2 separate regions of the Mus musculus genome follow, and region 1 is linked to region 2. A link is a contact called in public Hi-C data. All regions are on one chromosome and are shown on one strand. Each heading gives the region's core, a stretch centred on a gene start, on an enhancer-like site or on the middle of the called end of the contact. The rest is flanking DNA. Distances are from core to core; before and after follow the strand shown. Region 1 overlaps Stab2 (stabilin 2). Region 2 overlaps Nt5dc3 (5'-nucleotidase domain containing 3).

What was found. Hi-C and Micro-C count contacts between places; a contact is called where the count stands out from the background.
Region 1: a contact with region 2 is called in a Hi-C map of pre-pro-B cells, with 2.4 times the contacts expected there. The contact joins two enhancer-like sites. A contact is called at or near these places in 2 of 484 Hi-C or Micro-C datasets (cerebral cortex and pre-pro-B cells), 1 of 115 datasets of contacts at active chromatin or transcription factors (embryonic stem cells) and 3 of 9 other capture datasets (adipose tissue, liver and pancreatic islet).

Annotation. Positions count from the first base shown.
Region 1 is chr10:86,931,248-86,938,071 of GRCm38.p6, reverse strand. Stab2 (stabilin 2) reads left to right here. Exons shown (of 69, transcript NM_138673.3): 23 at 1-179; 24 at 3,128-3,224; 25 at 4,654-4,812. Among named protein-coding and RNA genes, the nearest start is that of Gm16271, 37 kb to the left of the region's middle. Within about 2 kb of position 4,736, at least 23 of the 459 cell types and tissues checked have an H3K27ac peak or open chromatin away from gene starts, as enhancers often do. A contact at or near this core is called in pre-pro-B cells, where this site is marked.
Region 2 is chr10:86,823,202-86,830,891 of GRCm38.p6, reverse strand. It overlaps Nt5dc3 (5'-nucleotidase domain containing 3), which reads right to left. Exons shown (of 14, transcript NM_175331.3): 11 at 6,619-6,705; 12 at 5,597-5,737. Among named protein-coding and RNA genes, the nearest start is that of Nt5dc3, 48 kb to the right of the region's middle. Within about 2 kb of position 3,996, at least 56 of the 459 cell types and tissues checked have an H3K27ac peak or open chromatin away from gene starts, as enhancers often do. A contact at or near this core is called in pre-pro-B cells, where this site is marked.

The DNA.
Region 1 (6,824 bases), core at 3,487-5,986, 110 kb before region 2:
TGCCAGTGTGTTCATGGAATATGTGATAACAGACTGGACAGCGATGGATCCTGCCTGCCAGGAACATGCCGAGAGGGCACAGCTGGGAGGTTCTGTGACAAGCAGACGTCAGCCTGTGGGCCCTATATGCAATTCTGTCACATCCATGCCACCTGTGAATACAGCAATGAGACAGCCAGGTAGGTCACAACCCAAGGCTACTGTGCCACCTGTGGGTGGAGCCAGCCCATATCTAACGCTTTATAAAGTAAGGCATGTTCTGCTCAGCTGACAGTATGGATCTTGTAGAAGTTATGAGCTGAATCTAAATCTCAGCTCTGCTTGCTTTGAAATGCAATAGCTGTGTGACCTCGGGCAAGTTGACTTACTTCTCTGAGCTTCACTTTCCTTATTAGTAGAGATGTACCCTACCTAACAGAACAATAGTTGAGAGTAAAAGAACAGAATATACAAGCATGTTGTCCCAGGCCAGGGTGTGCATAGTCAATTTTAGAACTCAGAATGCTAACGCAAGAGGATTGCTGAAGGTCTAGACAGCCTAGACTACAGCAAGACCTTGTCTCAAAAATCCAAAAAAGGGGGAGGGGAGCTCCTTGCTGCTCCTCCAGAGGAACTGAGTTGTGTTAGCAGCACCCACAGCTGTGACTACAGTTCCAGGGGATCCAATGCTGTCTATTGTGCGTGTGTGTATGTGTGTGTGTGTGTCTGCATGTATGTGTGCATGTGTCTGTGCACACATGTGTCCATGTGTGTGCATGTCTCTGTCTATGTGTCCATATGTGTATATGTTATGTGTGTGTCTCTGTGTATGTCTGTGTGTTTCTATGTCTGTCTGTCTCTGTCTGTGTGTATATGTGTCTGTGTGTGTATATGTGTGGTCTATGTTTCTGTGTGTCTCTATGTGTTTCTCTGTGTGTGTGTCTGTGTGTTTGCCTGTGTATGTGTCTCTGTGTATGTGTGCATGTGTTTGTGTGTGTGTGTGTATGTGTGTCTCTGTTTCTCTGTGTGTGTCTGTGTGTGATTCTATGTGTGTCTGTGTGTCTGTGTGTGTGTGGCCTACTATATATACAGTCACTGTAAGTCATGGACTTGGACAACATAGGGTCAAGTTCCTCCGTGGAAACTCAGAGGTAAGTTGGATGGTTTGCTTCATCTCTCTGGGCCTCTGCCTTTATAAAATATCAAAAAGGAACGAAGGAAGGAAGGAAGGAGGGAAGGAGGGAGGAAGACTGATCTGTCTTGCTACTATGACAAAATACCCAGAGAAAGTCAGTTTAAAGACAAAAGAGTTTGTTTTGACTCACATATTTTCAAGGGACAGCCCATCATGGCAGGGACATGTGGTGACAGGAGCTTGAGGCAGCTGGTCACATGGGATCCTCAGTAGGAAAACAGAGAGATGACATGTGTGCTCAGTTTTCTTTCTCTGTATTTAGTCCTGGACCAGAGGCCATGAAGAGGTATTGCCCATATCAAAGTAGAACTCAGAACCTCAGATAGCCTAATCAACTTGATCCCCATGGCTGTGCCAGTGGCTAATCTAACCTAGACAATCCCTCATGTGTGCCAGAGGCTAACCTAACCTAGATAATCCCCTGTGCGTGTACCCAGAGACCAACCTAACCTAGACAATCTCTGGCAGGAGTGACCAGAAGTTAAAACGTAGATTATCCCTCGAAGGTGTGCCCAGAGGTTGGTCTCATGGGTGCCTCTATGTCTGGTTCTTCTGCCAATGTTTACCACCACAAAGGAAAGCTAGGAACCTCCTGCTTTGAAGGCATCTTTCTTACAAAAGCTGTCAGTAGCTGATCCCACATAAAAGGCATCTGGCAGGATGTTGAATGGAGGAAGGAGTTGGCTTCTTCCTCCACAGTAGCTTGGGGAAGGGGGGGGCGGGGGCAGTAAATGTCCTAGGAAGCTTGCTCTCCTCCAGTTCAAAGTCAATAACCATTTCATAAATAACCCTAGAGGAAGAGGTGGATGTCTGGAATCCCGGCCCTGTTCTGGCTTCAGTTCTTAATTTACATTTGCTTAGTCACTGGCTTGTTTGGGGGAATGGGGTGGGGGGCTATCACCCTGGAGAGCACAGGCTGCACAAGGCAGAGACTTGATGTCTTTCCTGTGGCTACATGATAGAAATGTGTCAGCCAAAGGAACTGGAAACCATATCCATGTATATGCCACAAATCACCTATGAGTAAAATAGCCCTCAGAGCCTCCTGCATCGCCCACTGTGGGCTGTCTGCATGGTCTGCAGAACCTCGGGCAGCTCAGAAGCCTGTGTGGGAAGAAATCAAGCCCTCTTTTTGTATGGATGCCAGACAAATCGACTTCCTCTAGGAAACTGGATCCTAGACAAAGAGTCGCTAGCGTTCTGAAGCGTATGTTGCTGAAGTTCCAGGAGGATGTGGAGGTTTGACGGAAGCCCACAGTGGGCGATGCACGAGGCTCTGAAGGGCATCCCCAGCATCCGTCAGAGGACATTCAATAGATATGGATCCAACCAATGATCGCGTGAACAGTGAACGAGCAAATGGCCCATATTAAATAGAAAAAGTGTGATGGTAGGATATTTTGGAAGGGATTTTTGAAAGGAGAATGAGACCAGAAATTGTCATCTTACAGGAGATAAACACACACACACACACACACACACACACACACACACACATATATACACGAAGGACAAGAAAAAAAGGAGAGAGCTCTCACCTGATTGATATTTTCAGAGCTATACCACGGTTTTTGTCTCAAACTAAGGAGAAGGTTACAATCAATCAGGTTCTGGTCCAGTAAGAGCAGGTTAGCTGTCACCACTGTGCCTGATGGTGCCAGCGAAATCCAACAAACTTCCCACAACTATCAGACCCATTTTCCAAGTGAGAAGACAGTGTCCCCACTGGGAAGAGACTAAGGTAGGCTACACAATGGCTAAGGTGGGGCTTGAATCCCCAGCCAGCCTCGACAGCTGGCACCCAAAATCATCCACGCATGTTTGCACCCAGGCTTCCTGCACAAAGCTAATCTGGCCCAGGCATTCCTGGCTCCTCCCTAGGTGGCTATACGCACCTGCACCTGCGTGGCCAGCATGAGATATCAGGCTGATTTTATGCATTCTCTTCCACAGCTGTGTCTGCAATGACGGCTATGAAGGAGATGGAACTCTCTGTTCTAAGAAGGACCCTTGCCTGGGATCGACCTCCAGAGGAGGATGTAGTCCTAACGTGAGTGTTGTTTCTCAGAGCCAGGTGCCCCAGGTTTTGTTTCACTTACCTTTTGTAAGTAGGCACAACAGGAGTTACTCTGTGGAAGTGAAAAGCAGTTCGTTAAGGTAAAAAAATAACCTTCCACGCTGATAACCTGCCATGCTGCTTCAGAATAGTGGAAGACAGTGACAGCTTTGAGCTTGCTTTTTGTACATGGGTGTAAGACAGGGGGTTGGGGGAGGGAGCAGAGTCGGGGAGAGGGAGGGGCGGGGGGGGACAGCTCGGGCAGGGATGCAGGGATGCTCTTTCAGACAGAGGAGGTGCTGACAGCTGAAGTCAGGGGTATTCAGCCAGCCGTGAAGGGCTTCTGAGGCACACTTTAGGCTTCTGTTTCCTGGCCAAACCAACCCAGGTAGGACCAGAGCCATCACCCTACACAGCCACCAGCTCTGCTGTTGTTTTGTGGCCTAACACTTTTAAAAGAAATCCTGAGGGAGAGACATCCCAGAAAGCAGTGCCTGATTCACACGCACAAAGCATGTGCAAAATGTCAGATTGCTTTTGGTTTTGTTTTGTTTTTAAATCTCAGAGTTTTTGAAATGGCACGTAAAGTAATGGGCTCTTTAGGACCTTTTCATATACACGTTGTCTTGTCTCTCTTCTTCCCCAAACCCCTCCCATCTCTTTGCCCTCCTACTTTGGTCCTCTCCCTCCCCTCCCCTTCCTGTCACAGATATTCCAGAAGTCTCTTCCCTGCACCCTTTCCACAATAGAAACAATGTAGGAGGCAGCCCTGGAGGAGGAGGGAGGAGGAGGGGGTGGGAGGAGCAGCCTACGACAGGAGAACACTGAGGACAATTGATGTTTATTATATATGTACATGAAATGTCAGGATGTAACCCATTAGTTTGTACAACTAATAAAGCCCCAAAAGAGGACAGTCTCTTTTCCACTTTCACAGTCCCTTTCCTAGTTTCATGACCAAGACATGCACAGGCCCACAAGTGACCTTTTCACAGGAATCACATATCAGATATCCTGCATATCAGATATTTACATTATGATTCATAACTAGCAAGATTACAGTTATAAAGCAGCAAAGAAATAATAATTTAATGGTTGGGGGAGTCACCACAACATGACAGGCTGTATTAAAGGGTCGCAGTGTTAGGAAGGTTGAGAGCCACTGCTCCTGTGGGTTCTTTACTTCTGTAAATCAACAAAAGCAGGCTCTGGCTGAATCAGTAACCGAGAGTGTTGAGTGCTATAGCCCTCAGCTGACCAGTCGCAAGCAATCTTGCTGTCGAAATCACCCAGTTGCTTTATGATGTTTGCACTCCATGCGAATGTGTTTCTAGAATACTCTTCCAGATCCTCTCTGGCTTTGGCAGCTGCACACAGCTGGCCTGTGGTCTCAGAGGTCTTACTTTTGCTCTTCCTCCTGCAGGCAGAATGCATCCAAGCTAGCACGGGGACATACAGTTGTGTGTGCCAGCGGGGCTGGACAGGGAACGGAAGAGACTGTGTGGAGATCAACAGCTGCCTGCTGCCTAGCTCCGGAGGCTGCCATGACAACGCCACCTGTTTATATGTAGGCCCTGGGCAGGTGGGTGACTTGGGGAAGAAAAAAAAGAGGAAGCAGGATTCCAGTTGTGACTTTTTTATATATATATCAGAACCAGAGAGGTGCTTTGGTTTGAAATTGCTATGGCTTTGCCCTCAGTTGTGGTAGGAAGAATGGGTTGATTATCATAAAGAGTCTGAGACATCAGTGTCACTGGGATGCCACCTTACATCTGTGGCCCCAGAGAGGTTAGCGACAGGTTAGTGATTTCTTCTGTGCCACAGAAAAGCAATCAATCTCACTATGATTCACATACAGTCAGAATTCAGTCACCTAACCCATGGATCACACACATGTATCCAGAACATTCTATAGATTGCTACCTAATTTTAACTGGCTTCATTTCATGAAAAGAAGCAGAGGCTACTGCTCGTGAATTAGAGGGTTATAGAAGAAGAGATATAGAGATACTGACTACATTAATATTTTGGCCATGGAAATGATAGGTCCCCACTCCCCGTCTTCCATGTGCCCTTTCCTCCCCCAAAACAGTATAGGCATGCTCCACCGAGTCAAAGGAGCACAAGGCGTAGACAGTAAGAACCAGGACCTCCCTCTCACACCCCTTTTGATGATGATACAGCTTCGCACGCTTGTGCTCTAAAGCCAGGCTCTATTAAACCTTCAGATGATTTGGTTGAGAAATGCACATTGCCCATGAGACTGAGCGCAATGTAAAGCCTAACCTTGCTTTCTCTGATGGCTCCAGTCATTCCACCACGAGCCTTCTGCTTTAGACAACACATTCCCTCGTGTGTGTCAGGAACTTAGATCATGCATGTCTTGGTTACTTTTCTGTTGCTATGAAGAGACACCATAACTAAGGCAACTTAGAAAAGAAAGCATTTAATCGGGGGCTTGCTTACAGTTTCAGAGCGTGAGTCCATGACCATCATGGTGGAGAACGTGGCAACAGGCCAGGCATGCTGCTGGGGCAGTAGCTGAGAGCATACATTTTATCTGAAGTTTGGAAGGAGGGAGGGAGGGAGAGAGGGAGGGAGGGAGAGAGAGAGAGAGAGAGAGAGAGAGAGAGAGAGAGAGAGAATATGAAAAAGAAAAAAAGAGAGAGAAACAGACTGAACCTGGTGTGGACTCTTGAAACTCCAATGCCCACCCTCAATGACATGCCTCCTCCAACAAAGCCACACATCCTCCACTAAGGCCACGCCCACTAATCCTTCCCCAAACAGTTACAGCAACTAAGGACCAAGCATTCAGATACATGAGCCTACAGGACCTTTCTCATTCAGACCACCACAGACCACAAAGGTTGCTACTCAGGCAGTGACAACCAGGGGAAAGTATGAGAATATATTTGGATCACTGGAAAGTCTGTTGGTTTTAATAGAAAATCCAATTACCTGTGCATTCCTGGAGAATGAAAAGTGACAGGGCCATGGAAAATTAAGTAGCGGCTCTCCAGAAAATGAAAGGTGGAATTGCTGTAGGATCCAGTGACTCAACTGCCCAAGAGAATTAAAAGCAGGGACTCCAAGGCATGTTTGTGTAACCATGTTACTAAGAACATTATTCACACTAATCTCTGACACATGCTACAGCTCCTAGATGAACGTGAAGCCTTTATTGGTGATACCTCTTAGATGAAATCTCTTTGTGTGTGTGTGTGTGTTTTATTTTTATTTTATGCGCATTGGTGTTTTGCCTATATGTCAGTCAGAAGCCCTGAAACTGGAGTTACAGACAGGTGTGAGCAGCCATGTGGGTGCTGGGAGTTGAGCCCGGGTCCTCTGGAAGAGCAGCCAGTGTTCTTAACTTCTGAACCATCTCTCCAGCCCCTTAAATGAAATCTCTCATGGACTCAATTCATAAAGGCAGAGAGTAGAAACACAGCTACCAGGGTCTGGTATGGAGATGGAGTTACTCATAAGCAGGTGCTTTTAGTTTGAGGAGATGCGGAAGGTTCTGGAACCACATCAGTGATGGTTGGACAGCAGCGTGAGAGTGCTTAATGCCCCTGAATTGTCTATTAAAAA
Region 2 (7,690 bases), core at 2,747-5,246:
AGAAAAATAGAAAATTATGAAGACATGAAACTTATTAAATGTTATATATAAACACATTACATACACATATGAAATGTGATGTGCCCATTACATCTATTTTTTATTGGCTGTTTTCTTTATTTACATTTCAAATGTTATCCCCTTCCCCAGTCGCCCCCCCAGCCCCTATCCCATCCCCCCTGCTTCAATGAGGGTGTTCCCCCACCCACTTACCTACTCCCACCTCCCTGCCCTCGAATTACTCTACACTGGGGCATCAAGCCTTCACAGGACCAAGTGCCTCTTCTCCCATTGATGCCCGACAAGGCCATCCTCTGCTACATATGCAGCTGGAGCTATGGGCCCTCCCATGTGTACACTTTGGTCAGTGGTTTAGTCCCTGGGAGCTCTGTGGGGGTCTGGTTGGTTGATAGTGTTGTTCTTTCTAAATATACATTTCATGATACCTACTGCCTCTCCTCCCTGAATAAGATTGCAATGGTTGAGAAATGGGCAAGAAGGGGGTGGTGGGCGTGGTGGGCGTGGCAGTACACCCACAGATTCTAGCTAAGCCCATGACAGCTGGAAATGAGCACTGAATGAGCATGTTTTAAACTAATTCGAGACAGGAGAGGAACAGTCTTAGTTTCTATATCCCTTAATGTTACTTTAGCTTCAATGGAAGGGAAATATGACTTTCTGAGGAGTCAAAATGTAAGCAGATGGAAAAAAATTTGATGGACAGGACCCTACAAGCCATTATGTGGCACACAAACAACCAGAGTCAGGGACTTACAACTGCAGGGGACACATGGTGCTGCCTCAATTCACCACCTTAGGCAATCTTAGGACTCAAGAGGACAAGACTATACAACAGACCACGTGCTTCCCATCTGACAGTCAAAGATCTGCTGCCCAGCTCAATAGTCAGCCAGACAAAACCTGTCGCGGCTGAGCCCAAGACTTGGATTTCTTGCCTGGTATCTGTCACCACCCAGGACGTAGCTGACACTGACAATATCCTATCTGTGCTCTACTGCAGCACCAGGGCCCTGAGCTTGCACCACTGTGAGCTCTGAGAGGGGTTCTGTAGACATGTTTTTAGTTAGGGTTCACATTTATTTTATACGTGCATGGGTGTTTTGCCTGCAGTATGTCTGTGCCTATCACATGCATGTAGTGCCTATGGTGACCAGAAGAGGGCATCAGATACCCAGGGACTATAATTACAGATGTCATGTGGGTGCTAGGAATTAACCTGAGACCTCTGCAAGAACAGCCAGTGCTCTTAACTCCTGAACCATCTCTACAGCCCTGGTGTCCACATTTTACATTAACAAATTACCCACCACAGACTCTAGAGCTAAAATCCATAGGGTACCTCAAGGAACTTCTAGACATGCAAAATATGGGGAAGGGGAAGAGATGTGTGTGTGTGTGTGTGTGTGTGTGTGTGTGTGTGTGTGTGTGTGTGTGTGCTTGAGCATGTGTGCATGCATGTGTGCCTGTGTTCATTCAGTGCCCACTGAATTCCAGGTTTCCCTGTGCCAGATACTGAAGACACAACAGGCAAAAAGAGGGCAGCCATTGTGGGAACAGGCCACAGAAAACCCCGGGACAACCCAATCTTCAGCCTCACCTCTGGCCACCACTCCATCCTAGTCCATAAACTAGGCCCCTGGGACCTCACATAAGCAGGAAGGAGCTCGCTCACTAGAGATAGGGTGCTTATATCTCTGACATTCCTAAGCAGAAATGCTTACCTCCAAGGCATGGTCTTAGAAGGTCTGGCCTTAGGGGGGTAATTAACTCCTTGAGTGGGACTGCTCTTACCAATGAGATCCACGGCCTGATAAAGGAGACCTCAGAATTCTCCAACCTCTCTACCATACGAGGCCAGATCTTACCAACAGTGACAGCTGGCACCTCAGTCGGGGAACTGCAGGAAGCAGGTGGTACTTAAGCCACTGGTCTATGACAGACTGACAGCAGCCTGGTGTGAATGAGACAGAGCCACACCTGCAAGAGGGAAGTCTCCAGGGTGGTGACTAGCCTGCCGAAGTGCCAAAACTAATCTCTTTCTCAGAGTAGCTGCCAGAAGCCATGCAAATTCTCCTCTGCACTCCCAGCCCTCAGGTGAACCCAGCGCAGGCTCTGTAGATGGAAAGAGCCGACTGGAAGATCCAAGTTCAAGTTCCAAGTCCAAGAACCATTCTCCAGGTCAGCATTGCCAGAGATGGGGGAGACCGCGTGTCAGCTGCCTCTGCTTCTCTACCACCAGTCCTGACTCTCTTAAGTTTTTTGTTTTTCTTGTACACTTTATTTACTTGGGGAGAGGGCATGTATGTGTCAGCATGAGGAGACAAGAGGTCAGAGGCAAACTGCAGGATGGATTCTCTTTTGAGAATCCCAGTACTGAACTTAGGACACCACACTTGGCATCTTCATCCACTGAACAGGTAAGCCCTGGTCCTGAAGTTAGAGGGCGCCCAAGGACGATGGTGGGACCCAGTGGACCGTGACCACAGACGACCGAGCAAATACAGAGCAGCTTTCCCAGGGCAGGGCCACCCTGCTCTGTGCCTGTCCTGAGAGAGCTCTTCCTGGGCCTGGCTCTGACACCCTAACACCTACCCTCCAGGGCTTTCTCCATCACTGCATCGCACCAGCAATCTCCTCACCAGAACCCACGGCACCAGCATCAAATGTGCTTGTCCCCATGAGAGAAAACCTACCCTCGTGTGCCATCCCTTCTCTACAAGGGACACTGTCAAACAATCCTCAAGTATCAAGCCTATTTAAAGTACTTGGGTCTAAGTTATTAGTCACAATAGTACTTTTTGTTCAGTTGGTGTTGATGTTGGTGTTGGTTTGGTCTTGGGTTTGGGTTTCTCTGGGTAGCTTTGGTTATTCTGGAACTCATTCTGTATACCAAGCTGGCCTCGAACTCACAGAAACCCACCAGCCTCTGCCTCTGCCTCTTAAGTGCTAGGATAAAAGGCATGCACCACCACTGCCTAGAAATATTTATTATTACTTAATGGCTGTACTGAGAAACACTGAGTGCTTATGACATAGTCCAGAGCCCACACACCCTATAATATCCGCTTCCTGGCCTTTAAAGAAATTTGCCGCCCGTATGCGGTCTGAGCGGCCTCCTGCAAAGGCCCACAAGTCACCAGCTCTCCTAGCAGCAGCCACACCCATTTTAAACGTACTTCACGACCAAGGAGAGACTTCTACTCTTCTGCGTAACTCGTCAGGCTTAACTCCAAATGACTCTGCTGCTCTTCCTCAAATTAAACCCAATCTCCCAGGACATGTTTTCTTAATAATGGGATACATTCTCTGAAACTAACCACCACAGGAGCGCTCTAGATAATGGAATTTTCCAGACTGGGGCTGTGGTGCTGAGGGCCGGGCAGTGAGAAAAGACACTCATCTGACAGCCCACCCCTTGAAATGTGGTACCAATGAGGGCGTCAATGCACCAGAGCTTGAGGGGACCAGGCAGGTGAAGACCAGAGGGCCGAACACCAGAGTGAGGCCAGCATCAGGGATTTCTCTACTGGGCTCAGGGAATCTCTGGATGGACATGTGCAGGCTGTGATCTCAGGCTTGTCCCAGAGAGCCGAGAGGAGGAAATGAGCACAAGGGTCTAACCTTCAGTCAGTCAGACTTCACAGCTACATGGCTTCATACTACAGACTACTCTATAATGAAAAGTTACTTTCTCTCTCAGCCTCAGTTTTCTCTCCTATAAAACCAGGGTAGAAATATACGTGCTATTTCCCCTTTCTTACTTCCCTAACCAAGTCTTGTGTAATTCATTCCATATGTCACAGAAATATTGTCAAGGCTACCCATTCTCTTAACCAAGGCTACCTATTCTCTTAGCCATCAAGCATTTTCCATAGGCCAGAAAGGAAAATAAACAAAACCTGTTTCCAGAGCCATGTGCCACTCGGTCACTACAGCCATGACATGCAGGTCACTTGTGAGTCTGATCAGATGCACAGTCACAGAAAGGGTGCAGGTCAGGCAGAAGCCACCTTCCTTATCCTCAGGGCACGTCCCCAAACCCTTATAACCTAAAATCGTGGGCACCATCAAACCCTATATATACACTGTTTTTCTTATCTGTGCATACCTATACCAAAGATCGATTTATAAATAAGACACAAAATAAGGAATCAATACCTAATAATAAAGCAGGAGCTTTAACAATATTCTGTAAATATTACTTCCAACTTACAAATTGTTTGGTTCCAAATTTTCCCCTTTCCTATTTCTGGACTACTTAACCATAGGCAGCTTAACTCAAAACACAGAAAGAGAGCCCATACGTAAGACTATCACAGACGCTCAGCTCCGCCTGACAACCCCTAAGGGAGCAAGCACTTCCAAGTGGCGCAGCAAAGCCCAGACTTAGGCATCACACAGCCTAAAGTTGAACCTCTCTACATCATTTTATGCTCTCAAAACCCTGCAGCCTGGTTCTCAGATGGCAAGGTTGCACCTGCACACAGGACAGCTGCCAGCACCAAGGGACTGCTGTGCACTGCGCAAGCCTTTGGCACAATGGCGGCCACAGAAGGAACAGCTACCACCACCACGCCAGCATGTGACACGGACACAGGCTCAGCTGCATTAGCCCAGACTTGACATCCGGTATTTTTAGAAAATCATCTCACAGCACACACAGTAAAGAAGGCAAAACAAACCCTCTTGTCAGAAGAGTCAAGAGCCAAGGTCTCGAGAGCCTACCAGAACCCAACCTGGAGGACGTGCGGGGCCCCATGTGCTGGAATGTATACCCTGGGAGAGAGGACTTGGCCTGGCCTGGCCTGCCCTGCCTCTCCTCAAAGCTTGGCAGGAGAAGCTGTGGGCAGCTGGCCATGACCAGAGCTGCAGGTGTGCCAGCCAAGAGTGACTGTCTGTACCACTCAATCTAAAGTCTTGACTCACTCGCACAGCATGGTAGGTAGGGCAGAATAAAGAGAGAATACAGGTGACTCATGAGATGGGGTGGGAACAGCTGAACAGCTGTCACAGGTATTGAGAGGGGCGACATCCTGGCCTAAGAAGTGAGCCTAACAAATGCTCCTGTCTTAACCGCCCCATGCTGGCTGCATGAATTATCACTGAAGTTGAGAAAACAGCTAATCACTGATCACATTGCCACTAGAGGCTGACCCAGGATCTCAGCTGGCTCTGCGACTCTTTGGTACCTAGGATCGCATTCCAAAAGATCCTTCTGGGGAAAATGAGGCCAGTGCAGGAAAGTCCTCTGGTAATCTAAAGGCAAGGAGGGCGGACAAGCATAACAGTGGGGCCCAATGAGCCAATTTTCACCAACAATAGCACAAAAATAGCGTCCACCTTTAAGACTCTGCAGAAGCTCTTGATGGCTCTCAGGAACATTCTTAAGGGTCCCATCAAGGAGAAAGGACAAACAAACAAAATAACCACGGGCAGATCTACACTCTGCTGAGAACAACTTAAACCTTACACTTCATAATTACACACAAAACTCAGGACATCTTTTGATCCGCAATTATCTTCAGGCTTAAAGGGGAAAAAAATGAGAGAAAACAAAACAAGAACCACAGCCAACCTGCATCTGCTCCAGGAGCCCCGTCAAGGTCTGCAGCCAGGTCATGGTCTGGATGTACTGCTCCGTGTTCATGATCCTGAGCTCGGAACGGAGCTCGGGGATGATCGCTCCAGTGCGCCAGCCGTGCTTGAGGGTCAGATCCTGACACAGAAATCACAGGGCAGGCGCTCCCTCAGTCCCCGCGGAACTCAACACCGCGCTACCTTTCCCAGACCAGGGAGGGAGCTACTCAATCACTCCCTCATTGTAATGGTCAGTCATTAACCAAGTTGAATTCGATGAATTACACTTAATTAGAACCAAACTGGCCCCGGGCTTTGACCATGTCACCCAGAGAAAGTTCCTGTTCTGGAAATAATGGCTGTGATTCACAGCTGCTTCAGAAAGGGGGAGGGAGAGGTATGGGGGAGGGGGGATTGGAACCACTAAACACGGTCTGTGGGGAAAAACAAAACACAACATGGTCTGTGAGATCAGGGTCAGGCTCAACTCAAATGCTCTGAATGGTCCTCATTCAAACTGAGTGAGGGGCCCCTGGAATCCTAGGTCAAGTTTTCCATGAGAAGCAGACTTATAAGAGGACCAGGAAAGGAGAGCAGCGGTACAGCATCTGCCTGGCTGCAATAGGTCCTGGCCTCAACCCTAGCATTACACATGTGTAGGGAATATCCTTTATTCAATAAATACTGCAGCACTCCCCAGACCTCTGGGGCACACCCACCAGGACCAGGCTAAGAAGCTGGGAGCATTCGGGCACACTCCGGAAGTTTTCTGACATTGATAAAAGGGAAAGAAAGCCCCCTGGCATTTAGCGTATCATAGTGCTTTCAATAGTTCTATTGAAATGTTTCTGACTAAATCTTTGAATACATTTCTAATTTCCATCATCTCAAAGAGAAAAACAAAACTATTTTTTCACAACTCTAATGTCTCCTGTTTTGTAAAAGGGAGACTTTCAAAACCGTGAGCCACTCTGAGTTTCTAAAAAACAGCGCCCCCCACTGGGGAAAAGGGCTCCTCACCGCCAGATCGCTGTAGATGTGGTCACCAAAATACAGTACTTTGGATCCTCTCCATCCAGTGAGCTTCAAAAATTCATACAAATTGCCCTGCAACAGAAGAGGGGTGCAGATCAATTACAGGTCAGAAACTCAGGAGCCTACAGTCTACGATACCTGCTTTAAAACTTGGAAAATTGTTTTTAACTCTTATGGTTTATTTTAAATATCAACAAATAAAGCTAAAAGCACACTCTTGGAAAAATCTTTCAGACTTTTCTTTGATGCCAAATGTACTCTGAAAAAAATGTCACTGTCAGGCATGCTGATGGTGTTCGACTTTAATCCCTGCATTCAGGAGGCAGAGTCAGGCGGAGGATCTCTGTGAGTTCAAGGCCAGCCTGATCTACGTATTCCAGGCTGGCAAGGACGACATAGTGAGACAGTCTCAAAAACAACAAAAAGAACAGTTCAGATTACATAAGCCCCTCTGCACTTATCTCTACACTAACTAAACATGCCGAGATCGTTATTCTATACAAATGCCTTCTAATTTTATTATAATTAACACAGTTGATTTCTCCTGCCAGTTCCCTGATGGTGAACATTCACAGCGTCACCTATTTTGTAAACAGTCTCGCAGAAAGTTCTGAGTCACGTCTAAATCTTCCGACTTGTTAGAAGTAAAATGTCTGAATTAAAACTAATTTTTTATGGCTTAGAGAATACACTCACTGCTAAATCCAGCAGGCCATTACAAACCCACCAAGAATGTTCAGTCAAGAAAACAGCTCTGGCATCATTAAAATGACCAGCCATGGTTCTAGCTCCTGACAGCCTTATTCCATGCCCAGGTATTTAAAACTGCACATGAAATCTTTCTCATCTGGAAATACATTGGATGAATAATAAACCAAGATTAATGCTCCTCAAAGAGACATCTCTGAGGTTTACTATTGACACTTTACATTTTATAGAGAGTAATGTTTTAAATGATATTTATATTTTTTAACAGTCAGCTTTGAGTTACTCTGAAGTTATAATCTGTCAGTCAAGGGGTCCAGCTGTTCCAAGCACCTGGCCAGTCCCAGTACCC